2 separate regions of the Anas platyrhynchos genome follow, and region 1 is linked to region 2. The links are chromatin contacts, called in public Hi-C maps. All regions are on one chromosome and are shown on one strand. Each heading gives the region's core, a stretch centred on a gene start, on an enhancer-like site or on the middle of the called end of the contact. The rest is flanking DNA. Distances are from core to core; before and after follow the strand shown. Region 1 holds the start of PITPNA (phosphatidylinositol transfer protein alpha). Region 2 holds the start of RPA1 (replication protein A1).

Region 1 (6,628 bases), core at 35-2,534, 130 kb before region 2:
GGGGGGAAGTTATTCAAGCTTAAAGACAACTACAAGGATCAGCACAACCTTCCTCAGAGTTTTAATACTTAGATCCAAAGCGCATCCACAATCTGACAAAGCAACTGCTACAAGGAGGACACTGTCATGTAGGTATATGTGTCTGAGAGAAGACCTGAAAACCCACTTTGTCATTGGGATCAGAGCAATCCCTCCATAAAAGAAGAGGGAGGGGGGAAATAAGTGTTTTCTATCAGTCTGAAGAAGTTTAAAAGGCCAGGATGCACGTAGGGAAACCAAATGTAAACTGAACATCCGAGCCTTGAGAGCTGCCGGCTGAGCCGTGCAGCGGTGCGCCCAGCTCCGAGCCACCTAACCAAAGTGCACCGGTCCAAAAGAGCACACCACGTTAGCAGGCAGAAAGGTGCCGAACAAAAGGCTTGGGCACAGCGCTGTGACTAATAGTTCCACGCAGCTGGGACGGATCCGCCGGCCTGCCTGCAGCCTGCCTTCCACCAGAACAACCGCAGCAACGGCGCCCAACTCCAAGGTGAGGGCTGCGCACCCAGACGTTATTTCGGAGCTCTCCGCCACGCTGAAGTCCTCGTTGAGTTCCTAGCTAGAAACCACACGGCTAAAGGAAAGGACGAGGGCGATAAAACACCCAGCTTGTCATTTAGATGGGGGCAGAATCCCTGACATCGCGTCCCTGTGAGGAAAACCCCAACCCCTTGCCCTGGCAGCCCGGCCCAGGAGGGCTCCCCCCGGGTGGGGGACACCCGGCCCCAGCCGGTGCTGAAGGAAAGGCCAAAAAGAGAAGGGGGGGGGGGGCACAGCAGGCCCTAAACCGCCCTCCCCACACACCGTGAGGCGCCGCCGGGCCCGGGGGAGCAGCACCGGGAGGCCGGGCCCCGCTTGTGGCCTCCGGTTCCTTGCGAGGCGGGGGGGGGGGGGCTCCTTCACCTCACAGCCGCCTCCGTGACCTTCACACAGCGCCCCCCGCGCCCGTCCTTCCCTCCCACACCGGCACCGGGCCTTTTTTTTTTTTAATTATTATTATTTTTCTCCCCCCCCCCCCCCCAAAACGCACCCCGCCGCTCCTCAGAGGCCAGAAGCAAAGGAAAAAGGGGGGGGGGGGGGAGAGAAAAGGAGCTGCCCGCACTCACTATTCCTTGATGAGCACCATGGCGGCGCCTCCCGCTCACGGTACCGGGCGCCTCCCGGCCGCTCCGCGCCGCACCGGGACGGGGAGGGGAGGGGAGGGGAAAGGAAAAGAGGAGGGAGGGAGAAAGGGGGGGGGGGGGGAGAACCGGGAGGGGAGGGGGGGGAGCGGGGCGGTGGGAGCAGGGGGCGGGGCGTTGCCGGGGCAACGGCTGCGTCACGGCGGCGCGCGGGCGGCGCGCGCGCACGCCTCGCGGGAGGCCGTTGCGGGCTTGGTGAGGGGGGGGTGAAAGGGGGGGGGGGGGGGGGAGGTTTCCCGCCTCAGCGCTTCTCGCCCCCCCCTCCCCTTTTTTTTTTTTTAATTATTGAGGTTCGGCCTCTACAAACTGCTCTTTTTGTGTAATAAGGGGTTGGTAAATGACGTGATGTTCATGTGGAGATTTAAGGGATGATGCAAGGAGTGGTTTTTTGTGTTTTTTTTTTTAAGGTTTATGGCGAGTCCTCGGTGATGTGAGGTGCGCTTGGCGTGGAAGATGACGTGAAATTGCTAAAGATACCTTGAAATGATAATAAAAAAATAAAAAGCGTGGGTTCTGTTTTGGTCTCTGTGTGAGTGACCTCTGTTTAAGGCAGGAAAATAGCTGAAGAGCAGCAGCTGTACTACTTCATCACTGCAATCGCACAGAGCCAGGATCCCCTTTATTTGACTGGAAAATCAAGCCCCATACGTCCAGCATCACCAGGCTTGAGTGTGGATAACTGAAATGTGCGGGTTTTTCACTCACACCCAGCCCACCTCTGCTATAACGCTCCCACCTATGGCTACACACATTTATCTGTCACTACTGGATACCAGGTCACCCTGTTTGATAAAGCTTGACCTCTTTCTCAGCCAGCTATCTCGATTAAAAATAATAATAAATACTAATGCATTAAGATTTTTTTTCCTCAGATGAAGATTAATTGAACTCTGGCTGTGAGCTCCTACCTAGAGAAGAAAAGGACAAGAAAGCATTCGAAGTGCAGCCAAGCAATTTGGCAGACAGCACTGCGTAAAGCGCTCAGGCTTACATGGTCTTGTTAGGAAGCAAGCAATACTTTTATTATGTTCAGCCTCAAAAGGAAAACTAATGATTAACTTAATACCACATTTATTTTTAGATAGCACTGCAAGAATGCACATCACCTTACAGACACATAAAAGATGATGCTGGCCTGCCACAGGGCGCTTACATTTCAGCTTTGACAAACACGCCACAAAACAAAAATCTTGGGGACAGGAAGAAGTGGAGGCTGTCAGGTTGAAAGGGGGGGACATCTAAAAAAAAAACAGGAAGGGGGAGATTATTCCAAGAATAAAAAGCAAGTTGCAGAGGGTCAGGCACTAGGAAGAGGACAACAGCATGGAGCACAGCACACCTGATAAAAACAGATTGCGCAGAGACAGGCAGAGCCGCACAGGTAGAAAAACAAGCTGTAGGGTTTATAATTAATGTGTCGGAATGCATCTACACAATACATCATTGTTTCAGCTATTTCCAGAGATTATAATGGTGACATGTCATCAGGAGCGTCTTTTTTTTTTTTTTTTTTTAATTGTCAATGTTGGGTTTGTTTTTTTTTCAGGCCCTTCCCATCAGTAACCTTAGTGTAATATTATTTTCTATTATGAATCACTTTGCACTTCTAAACTGGGACATAGGGAAATAGCAAGAGCTTTGCAGATGCAGGGAAAAAAATGCTCAAAGCAGAAATTTAACAAAACTTGAAGATTTTCTTTTTCCCTTGCAGTATCTGCTTTATATTTTGTGGCATATTTCCCAAACCCATCAGACTATCAAGAGGGAAATTTCTTACTTTAAAACATTTTAGTGATTTACTGTCTTAGTTAAAAATCTCGTTATCCTACAATTTTCCTTTGTAGACAGAGCATGAAGAGCTCAGGTTTTGTTGTGGACATTAAACATTTCACTTGTAGCTGTGTTGCAGTTAAGTGGGACTCCCAGCAAGACTTGTTCTTTTCTTATTTTTGTACACCTGTCCAGTTACATCTTAAGGATCCAGATACTCTGTCAGCAACTGAATACAGTTACAAGTCCTGATCAGAAAAAACACCACAGATATTCTGTGCTACTCTTAATGGCAACATGCACTGCTTGTTGATGTACTTTGTAGATTATTGATGGGACTTAGGTAGTGACAAATTAGTGAAAGGAAAAAGCAATCACCCTTCCTTCCCCATTCAGTTTTTCTAATAAAATAAAATAAGATAATAATAATAATAAAAATATTAAATGCATCACCTTTACACAGCAACATCCCTGATGGACGGTTTCTACAAATGGCAGGCACCTACAGCTTAGGTTTCTGCTTCATTACATTCAGGTAGGGATGCTCGTACTGAGGAGGTGAGGCTTTTTCCATGACTACCTCCTCGCCCTTCTAATACGAGTGATAGGGAAAGGGGCATGGAAAAGCCCTACCAATTCAAGCATCTAGGAATAATGAAACTACTTCAACACATTGACCTACATTTGAGTTATAGAGGTAAATTCGTTATTGATCTAATTTATGTGGCTCTCTAGTATTTGGTAGCCCACTTATTTTTTCCACAGGATTGCTCATGCACACAGAAGAGTGCACTGGGAATTTTCTTAGTCCTGCATCACTTGGCTAGAAAGCAGCAATGCTATTTTCCATTCCAAATGTATGTAATTATTACATTTCCATAAGCATCAACAAACAAGGCAAACTGTCCCTGAACAATCATGCTTAACAGGACCATCTCAACAGTTTGTTTCTGCAGCATCCAAGGCAACATTTAGAAAAGGCTGAAGCCAGAATACTTTGTTTATCTTCTTAAAGCCGACCCCTGCAGAAGGTGCAGCATTTAAGCAGTTATGCCACAATTAGTAGAGGATGTGCACATCTAGCATGCAGATACAGATTTGTAGATAAGTTTGAGACTGCTTTTAAAATGAATTTAGCTCACAACTATCAGAGTAAATCACACCCCATGAGATCAGATCAGCGTTCCACCTAACCCAGCATGTATTTTCTCAATCTTTGACCATTAGCATATTCTTGAAGAGACTGAGTGTGCAGGAAAGTAATCTTTCCTTGGCGTAACTTTCTTTTTTTTACAGCAACTTAAAATCTCCCTGAGTTATTGGATGCATCAGACCATTGTTTAACCAGCCCCTTGTTTTAAAAAAATAAAAATAATAAATGCTTTTGTTCCCTACCACATTCTACAGCAATACATTTCACGGTTTGACTTTGGGCTGCATGAGAAAGTATTCCCATTTGTCCCTTTAACCCTAAACAACTAAAACATCATTGTGTACCCACCAGTCCTCCTAACTGCAAGCCAAAGGCACACTTTACTCTCAGTCTAAGAACAGAGCCTGGAACTGTGACTCAAAGGCATGAGCCCTGTTCCTCAGAGCTGACCGGCAGCTTCTACACATCATGGCGCATCAGCCACAAAGATAACAATTACATCTACCCCATATTTTATCAGATGAAACTGGCTTAGAGGACACCCCTAAAAAGGGCAGGAACTGAGAACTGCAGTAGGGAGGTAGATGGTAGGAATAAAAGGGCGCTCTCTGTTTAATTTAGCTGCATACGCTTCAAAGGCAGCAGCATCCCCACTGTTTCTTCATGAAAATACGCCACTTGTATTCCACCATTTTGCAGAGATATTTATGTCAGGAATTCACATGACAGAAGCGTGGAAGGTATCATGTTCAATATTTTGAAACTGAAGTGGAAGTGATTCTGAGTTAGCACACTGACGTTCTCCAAGAGATGTCTATTTTAAGATACTGCAAGGCTGAGGACTGGGGCTCAGACACTCACCTGTCTGAGGTCTTACTAAAAAAAAAATAAAGAAATGCATAACCCATCATTCTCATGTGACAAGTATCTTGGAGCAAGAGTAGGAATCATCTCAAAATATTTAGAAGGAGCAAGTATAATAATGTGGAATGCAGAAACCTGCAAAAAGCTCTCTGGAAATCTAGGAAAGCTGTACTACTGCTGGTGGGTCTCTGGGCATGTATTTGAGACAGTTCCAAGTGAACAGGAAATCAAATCAAAATGCTGCTTCCTTAATTATCACTCATCACAAAAGGTAAAAAGCTGGGAAGGTCAGTAAATCATCACCAAAGCTGGAGGCCGACAAAAAAAAAAAAAAAAAAAAGCAGTTTCAGAACAGCATAGTGTTGACAGCAGGCAATAAGGCTGCCTTGGAACAAACACATTTAATAAAGGCAACAGATTAAAAAAAAATAATCCACAAACGTGTAAAACACTCAAGTGGCAAGTCATTTTAAAACAAGTGACTGAAGACTAGAAGGTACCATGGAGTGGAGCAGCAACCGAGCTGCCCGCAGGGCGGCTGAGGGCAGCGACTCAAGATGGCGCTGCTGCCTCACAGCTGCCTCGTCATCCTCTGCTGCCAAGGGCACCGGCGGGGCTCCCAGCCGTCCTCCGAAGCTCTGTAAATCACCAAGCTTGAAATTTATGAAGGTGAAGACGAGGTTGGGCTGAGCATCTGCATGCTTTAAACCATCAGTAACCGAGTTAACACCCAGTACCCAGGTAATTTCTCACAGGGCGGTCCAAGCGCACTGATGCTTCTAATCCCCGGCTTAGAGCTAACAGAGCAGGGATTGAGCCTTGTCCTTCTCCAACCAGACATAAAGGAGTTGAATGACTTACCCTCTGCCAGCTTTTGCAGTAATGCAATAGCTGCCAGTTCAGAAGACACCACCACTACATCTTCGTAATTGTTTTATTCCTCCTTGCCAACCTCCCCGCAGCCACTAGCTCAGCCTGGTGCTCGCATTGCCACGCACCCCATGGTGGTGCTCATTGTCAACGCCACACAGCCCTGCTCCAAACAGATCCCCGCGGTGCAGTGGCTAATGCTAGTTGCAGAGGCTGAGCTACTGACATCAGCGAGGTTAAGGGGAGAAAAATCTAATTTAGGCAAGAACTAGGAAAACCACTATAAAAATAAGCAGGTTAAGAATTCCCTTTGTATTCCCTCCATGGCAAACAGGCCCTGGGGCACCTTTACCCACATGTATTGCTCTATAAGTCAGCTTCACCGTACAATCAATCACCACATACTCTGTCCAGACAGAGCATCGACATTGTAGAAGGCTCTTTATACAGCCAAACCAGCAGCTTTTTGGTCAGTCAGAGTAACCCGGTGTTCAGCAGCTTGAGGGCTATTATCATAACAATGCAGATAAACTATGGCTAGAGGAAGAATTACTTTCCCACATCACCCTGCCATACATCCACAGGATCCAGTTACCAGACACAATGAGTGTTCTGTACTCTTGACTCTTTTCAACAAGAAGTCAGATTATGACATGTGAACACCAAGGTATTTGGAGCCCCAGAACCCAGCTCCAAGACGTTTTTCCTCTTTAGTAAATACACGCTGCTGCTCCCCTCCTGGGGTCACATT
Region 2 (6,066 bases), core at 2,200-4,699:
AATATCCTTGATAACGGCTCACACATAAAGACTCTAGCAACATTATACTGGGAATGATGATATTATTAGCTATCAGTCAGCACGCCAAGTAGAGGTGAAAGGATGTCTGTGTCTTGAGACAGAGAGTTAACGCTTACCATAGCAATGGAAAATCTCCTGGCCGCTTGAGATTGGCTGTGAGGCCCTGACAGTGGCAGCTGTCCCACTAAATGACACACTGATATTGGGGCTGCACGAATGGTTCAGAAGGCTGAGGACAGGGAAGAAGGCTGTTGCCAGGCGCACAGGTTTCCTATTTACAACAGCACCATCTCCAGACCCTAAAGAAAGAGGGAAAACAAGTATGTTAAGAATGAATTCTCTGTGACCCATCACAAATTGGGCCACTAGAAAGATTCTTTCCCTAGAAAGATTCCTTTAGTAGAAACATTTCTGGTATATTACTACAATAAAAAGTAGCTAAATATCATCTATGTATGTACCAAAGAACAGGCTGGCCTGGGACAGGACATTAATTTTAAGCAAGTCGTTCCCATCTGCAACAGGAGCTTTCTACAACTCTTTGCTTCACACGAACCAGATGAACAAGGATAACAAGGAAGAGCTTAAAAGTTTTTCTTACCCAACTCCTGCATTACGGTGATCGCTTGTGCATTGCATTGCAGCTGCAACACATGCCTCAGCATTGCTTCTGCCATAATCTGCAGCTCTGGAGACAGCTCATCAGATGTTTTTTCACATGCCTTCGGTCCGGATCCCTTCTCAGATGATTCCTGATTCAGAACAGCAGCCTCCAGACCGGCTTCTTGCAGTTTTCTGCATATAGCCACTACACTCAGCATGCAGAGGAACTTGTGTTCAGGGCTATGCTTCTCAGCATGTGGCAAGAGGTTGAACACAGCTCGGTAAGAACTCTGGTACTGGCCATTATCATTACAACCAGGGATAGCTCTGGATCCAGTTCTTGTAGCTGGTGCCTCACTGGGATGTTTACATCTTGTCTTGGTGTTAGGAAGATCATCATCATCATCATGGGACTGCTCCACAAGCCTGCTAACCTCTGAAAATCCTGCCAGTAGAACAGTCCTTAAAGCAACGTGGCAGAAGACCCCTAACGTGAGGAGCAGCCCTCCCAAGGAGCACTCTGTCCTGTGGTATTGCTCCCACGCCGTATCTGCACAGTTTTGGCTGCAGTACTTCGCATAACTGCACCCACGGCAAGGCACAGAGGCTAAAAGCTGCTTCAGACAGCGGTGGCAATACAGATCTGCATTAGTGACTTGAGCATCCCACACCATTTCACTGCTGTCCTGCAGCAGGTGGCTCTCCCCTTCTTCTGGGCAGAGCACGCTTACAAAGGCCTCCTCTTTCAACAGGTTCTGTCCCGGCAGGATGTCCTGTGAGGCCACCAAGTGACGTCCTTTCTCTGCATTGAACTTCAAGCTCAAAGATGAGGACGCACCCGAAATACTGTCGTTCTCTTCCCAGATCTCTGACTCTCTTTGAGCATCACCACACGCTTCTCGTGCAGGCTCTGGACAGCTCTCTCTCTCACGTACTTTAAGCTTCAATTGATTTAACTTTTTCAGCAGCGTCTGGTGTTCAGCACCAGTCATAATCCCATCCACAGCAATTTTATTCTCCACTGCAGCGAGGGCGTCTGCAGCATCCTGCACCCTCCCCAGGCACAGCAGGCATTCCACTTTCCGCAGCAAGACCTTGGGCAGCAGTCTGTCCGGATAGCCATGACTCTGAGCCCTGGCAATATCTTCCAAGCAAACCTAGAAACAAAGATAAGGCCTTTTAAACATACTTGAAAACCACGTGTGCTTTTACTCCATGGAGGATTCATCGCTTTTTAATAAGACCAAATTTTTAATTGGCAAATTTCCCGTTCATAGCCAATCTGCGGCCAGATAAAGACTCCTAAGAGCATAAGAAGGAAATCACGAAAGTAATGATGGAAGCTTTGAGCACAGCTTCAGCAGCTCACCTGATCCACAGCCTCTTGTTTAACAACCAGTTGTTACCGTGGCCTTTACAGAAGCAGCCACCTGAGGCCCCCCGTGCAGGCATTGCAGGGCAACACCTCAGATGCTGTTTGGGCTCTTCTTTGTCCTGTTTCCCCCTGCACACACAGACCTGCTCCAGGACGCTCAGGAACCCCTCAGGGGCACCCCAAAACCTCTTACCTCAAAGTGGCCGAGGTGGAAGAGGGCTGCAGAGCGGTTGGCGAAGCACAGGGACACCTCGGGGCTGCCGGGGAGCTCATGGGACGCTGCCTGGGGAGGAGAACGGAGGGTGCTGCCTCACAGGGGGGCACCACGGGGTGTGCCTCACAGGGGGCACCCTCAGCGGGACCCTCCTCACCCGGATCCCACCTCATGGGGAACCCCCAAAGATGGGGGAAGACCCTTCAAACACCAGGGGGAGATTCCCTACACAGCGAGGTGAGGGGACCCCAAATAGAGGGGGGACTCAACATGAGGGGACCCCAAACACCAGGGATGTGAGGGGACCCCAAACACTGGGGGGGACACAGCAGGGATGTGAGGGGACCCCAAATACCCAGGGGGGGGGGACGACAGCAGAGATGTGCGGGGACCAGGGACATGAGGGGGCCCCAAACACCGAGGGGGGACAGAGATGACGTGAGGGGACCCCAAACACTGGGGGGGCAAAGGGGAGTGTGAGGGGACCCCAAACACTGGGGGGGGGGGCAGGGGGATGCGAGGGGACCCCAAATACCAGAGAGTGGAGGGGGGTGTGAGAAGATCCCAAATACCGGGGGGGGAACAGCAGGGACACGAGGGGACTCCAAATACCGGGGGGCAGAGAGGGGTGTGAGGGGACCCCAAATACCGGGGGGAGGACAGTGGGGATGTGACAGGACCCCAAATACTGATAGGGGGACGGAACGTGAGGGGACCCCAAATACCAGAGGGTAGAGGGGGGCATGAGGGGACCCCAAACCCTGGGGGGGGACCCCAAACACCGTGAGGGGGGGACCCCGCGAGCCCCATACCTGCGAGTAGAGCAGCGCAGCATCCCCATAGCACCCGCGGCCGAACCGCCGGTTCCCCTCCTGCCGGTACCAGCGAGCGGCCGCGGGCTCCTTGCCGGTGCTCGCCCTGAGGCACAGCCGCTGCAGGGCCGCCGCCTCCTCCGCTCCCGGCCTGCCGGGACAACGCGGGGAGGGCTCAGCACCGTACGGCACGGCCTATCCCGGTCCCTCCAGCCCCGGGGCTCACCTGAGGAGGCCGCAGCCCAACCGCAGCGCCTCGCCCAGCGGCGCCGCCTCCAGCCGTTCCCTCAGCACCGGCCCTAGCGCTGCCCGGCACCGCTCGGCGCAGCGCCGCCATTCCTCCACCGGCAGCGCCATAGGGAGGCACCGGCACCGCCGCTTAATGGCGGCGCCCAGTGGAGAACCCCAGCAGCGCTTCCGCCGTACAGAGCCGGGCAGCCAATAGAGAAACCTGGGATTGGTGACGTCATGACGCGCCGGAAGTGGGAGCGCGGCTCGGAGCGGCGGGAGGATTCGGCGGTGGCGGAGCGCGGCGGGAGCGGCGGCACCATGAGCGTGCGCCTCAGCGAGGGCGCCATCGCGGTGAGCGGCCCCCGGGCGGCCCCGAGCACCGGGACCGGGCGGGGGAACGCGTTTGGGACCCCCTGGGCTCGGTTCGGGTTGTGGGGGGGGTGCGAAGGTTGCGTGAGGCCTGGGGATGAGGGCTCGGGGCGGGTGGCGGGGACCCGCTGCAGGCCCCGGCCCTGAGGGGAGCGGAGCGGGGCCGTGCTCTGAGGTGGTCCCGGCCCTCAGAGCCTCCGGGGGGCCCTCTGGTTGCAGCCTGCCCCCGCTTGGGGTCTCCTCGAAGCAACCGTGGCGGTGGCAGCTCGCTGAGGTTCTCTTTTTCTCCTCTCCAGGCCATCATGCAGGGGGAGAACGTCACGAAGCCTGTGCTGCAAGTCATCGTGAGTACTCCAGCAGCCTCTTGCTGCTGGCGGGTCGGCGGTCAGCTTTGTTGAGGAGCCCAGTGTGGCTGACGTGCCCTCGATGTCATTTAGAGTAATAGGTTTTGTGTGACTTGAGCTGTGCAGTTGGTAGCTGCTTTCAAGATATGCAAGTTCACTTCGGCTATTAATTACAGAATGACTCGGGTTGGAAAGGACCTTAAAAACTGCCTAACTCCAACCCCCTGCCGTTGGCAGGACGCCACCCCCTAGATCGGGTTGTCAAAGCCCCATCCAGCCTGGCCTTGGACACCTCCAGGGATGAGGCATCCACATCTTTCCTGGGCAGCCTGTTGCAGTGCCTCAGCACTCTGACAGCAAAGAATTTCCTCCTGATATCTAGAAGGTTTCGATTCATGCTTTTGACAGGCTTCGGAGGAAATGAGCAGGAAATAATGACCTGTTGTTTTCTCCATAGAATACACGGGCTATTGCTACAGGAAATGGGCCTCCTCGTTACCGAGTGCTGATGAGCGATGGGGTTAACACGCTGTCCTGTAAGTATGAAAAGCTGCCGTGAGATTTTTATAAGCGGGGCAGTACTGATGATGCTGAAGTTTCAGGTTTAACGTCACATTGCATAGTGATGAAAGAAGTATTGGATGAGAATGTGGTGTAAATGTGGACTGCAGACTCTGAAGTGTGCAGCTGCTTTTTAACACTCAGAAAAATTCCTTCTCTGGAACTTCTTTTGTGAGGTTTAAGCAATTAACTTGCTCTAGCATATAATCGAGGTGCAGAGATCTATATGTTTTTGTAACACAGATTTTCAAAGTAATTATCTTGTTTTTTTGTGTGATTTCTTTAATATATTATCATCTTAAAGGTCTTTTCCAAGCTAAATGATTCTGTCATTGCACTCTGAAGTTTGGGAATAAATACAATTAAGTGTATGTTCAGTGTTGGTGACTTGTTAGCTGTTACACTGTTTTCTATGTGCTAGTTAACCAAGCAAATTGTAGGTCTAATGTAATGCTAGTAGACTGGCTGGAAAAGTGTATGGTTTTGGTAGATCCACTTAAGGCTGGTATGAGTAAATTGTTTCATCATATTTCTCCTATTTTTGCAGCCTTCATGTTGGCAACGCAGCTGAACTCTCTCGTGGAAGAGGAACGCTTATCAGCCCAGTGTATTTGCCAGGTTAACAGATTCATTGTCAACAGCTTGAAAGATGGAAGGTACGTACATTTCTTCAAGTAGGGTTCTACAAAAAGACAGGTGTGCTAGCAGGTGCTCTGTCCTGGGTGACTAAGCAAAGACCAAATCCTTTTGATTAGGATTATCTGAAAATAATAAGTCTTTAGGGTGCAGGAGGAAAAATACACAGCACAGGCATTTCAAGGATGTGACTGCAGCAGGTGTATATGTGCCTAGCAAAGTGACTTAGTAATTGAAGACTTACAATTAGAATACTCCAAATTGTGGTGGTTTCTTTTCAACTCACTAAAAACTACCTGATGTGGTAAAGAAACAGTGAAGATTTCATGTCACTTAGGTGTTGTAAAATCTTTGGTCTATTATGAGACTTTAAGAGAAGCGAATTAGGCACAGTAAAATGAGAAGAGGTCTGAGTGAAATGATCATCTAACAGCTGCATAAGTCTGGGAGAACATGATTGGAGGTTCTGTATCTGTTTTTATTCCACAGTTTTCTGGAGGGAACATAACTTCTTTTGAGGCAGGGAACGGATTCTCTTGTAAAATCTGTCATGGTTTCAGTACTCTTGAAATGCTGTTTTTAGCCATTTTAGTGTTCCCATGCAGCCTGCCATCGGCTGTCCTTGATGAAACACGATGCTTTTCCAAGCCTACTTGTGCATCACGAGAGGGTTAAGCTGACAGTGGAGAGCTTTTGTTTTCTACCTCCCTTGTACAAAGAAGCAGCCCCTAATGGTTGCTTCTGGTATCTGCGCAGGAAGGATACTCAGTCTGATAAACTTGCAGAGGGAGCGAAAGTCCTTTTGTAATTGTCTATTTTGTGTTTGTAGGAGAGTGGTTATCTTGATGGACTTAGATGTTCTAAAAACTGCTGATATGGTTGGTGGTAATATTGGCAATC

Evidence for each region. Hi-C and Micro-C count contacts between places; a contact is called where the count stands out from the background.
Region 1: a Hi-C map of skeletal muscle shows a contact between it and region 2, with 4 times the contacts expected there. The contact joins the promoter of PITPNA here to the promoter of RPA1 in region 2. A contact is called at or near these places in 4 of 8 Hi-C or Micro-C datasets (liver, skeletal muscle and subcutaneous adipose tissue).

Annotation. Positions count from the first base shown.
Region 1 is chr20:5,608,129-5,614,756 of IASCAAS_PekinDuck_T2T, reverse strand. PITPNA (phosphatidylinositol transfer protein alpha) reads right to left here and starts at 1,284. Exons shown (of 11, transcript XM_072025935.1): 1 at 1,146-1,284. The coding sequence starts at 1,165. LOC113845614 (a long non-coding RNA gene) reads left to right here and starts at 310. Exons shown (of 2, transcript XR_005260248.2): 1 at 310-529; 2 at 1,628-1,737. It overlaps SLC43A2 (solute carrier family 43 member 2), which reads right to left. Exons shown (of 14, transcript XM_038165628.2): 14 at 5,365-6,628.
Region 2 is chr20:5,479,475-5,485,540 of IASCAAS_PekinDuck_T2T, reverse strand. It overlaps RPA1 (replication protein A1), which reads left to right and starts at 3,449. Exons shown (of 17, transcript XM_027472115.3): 1 at 3,449-3,607; 2 at 3,922-3,969; 3 at 4,427-4,505; 4 at 5,078-5,186; 5 at 5,996-6,066. The coding sequence starts at 3,494. It overlaps SMYD4 (SET and MYND domain containing 4), which reads right to left and starts at 3,450. Exons shown (of 11, transcript XR_003501329.3): 1 at 3,252-3,450; 2 at 3,026-3,176; 3 at 2,193-2,282; 4 at 623-1,781; 5 at 138-320.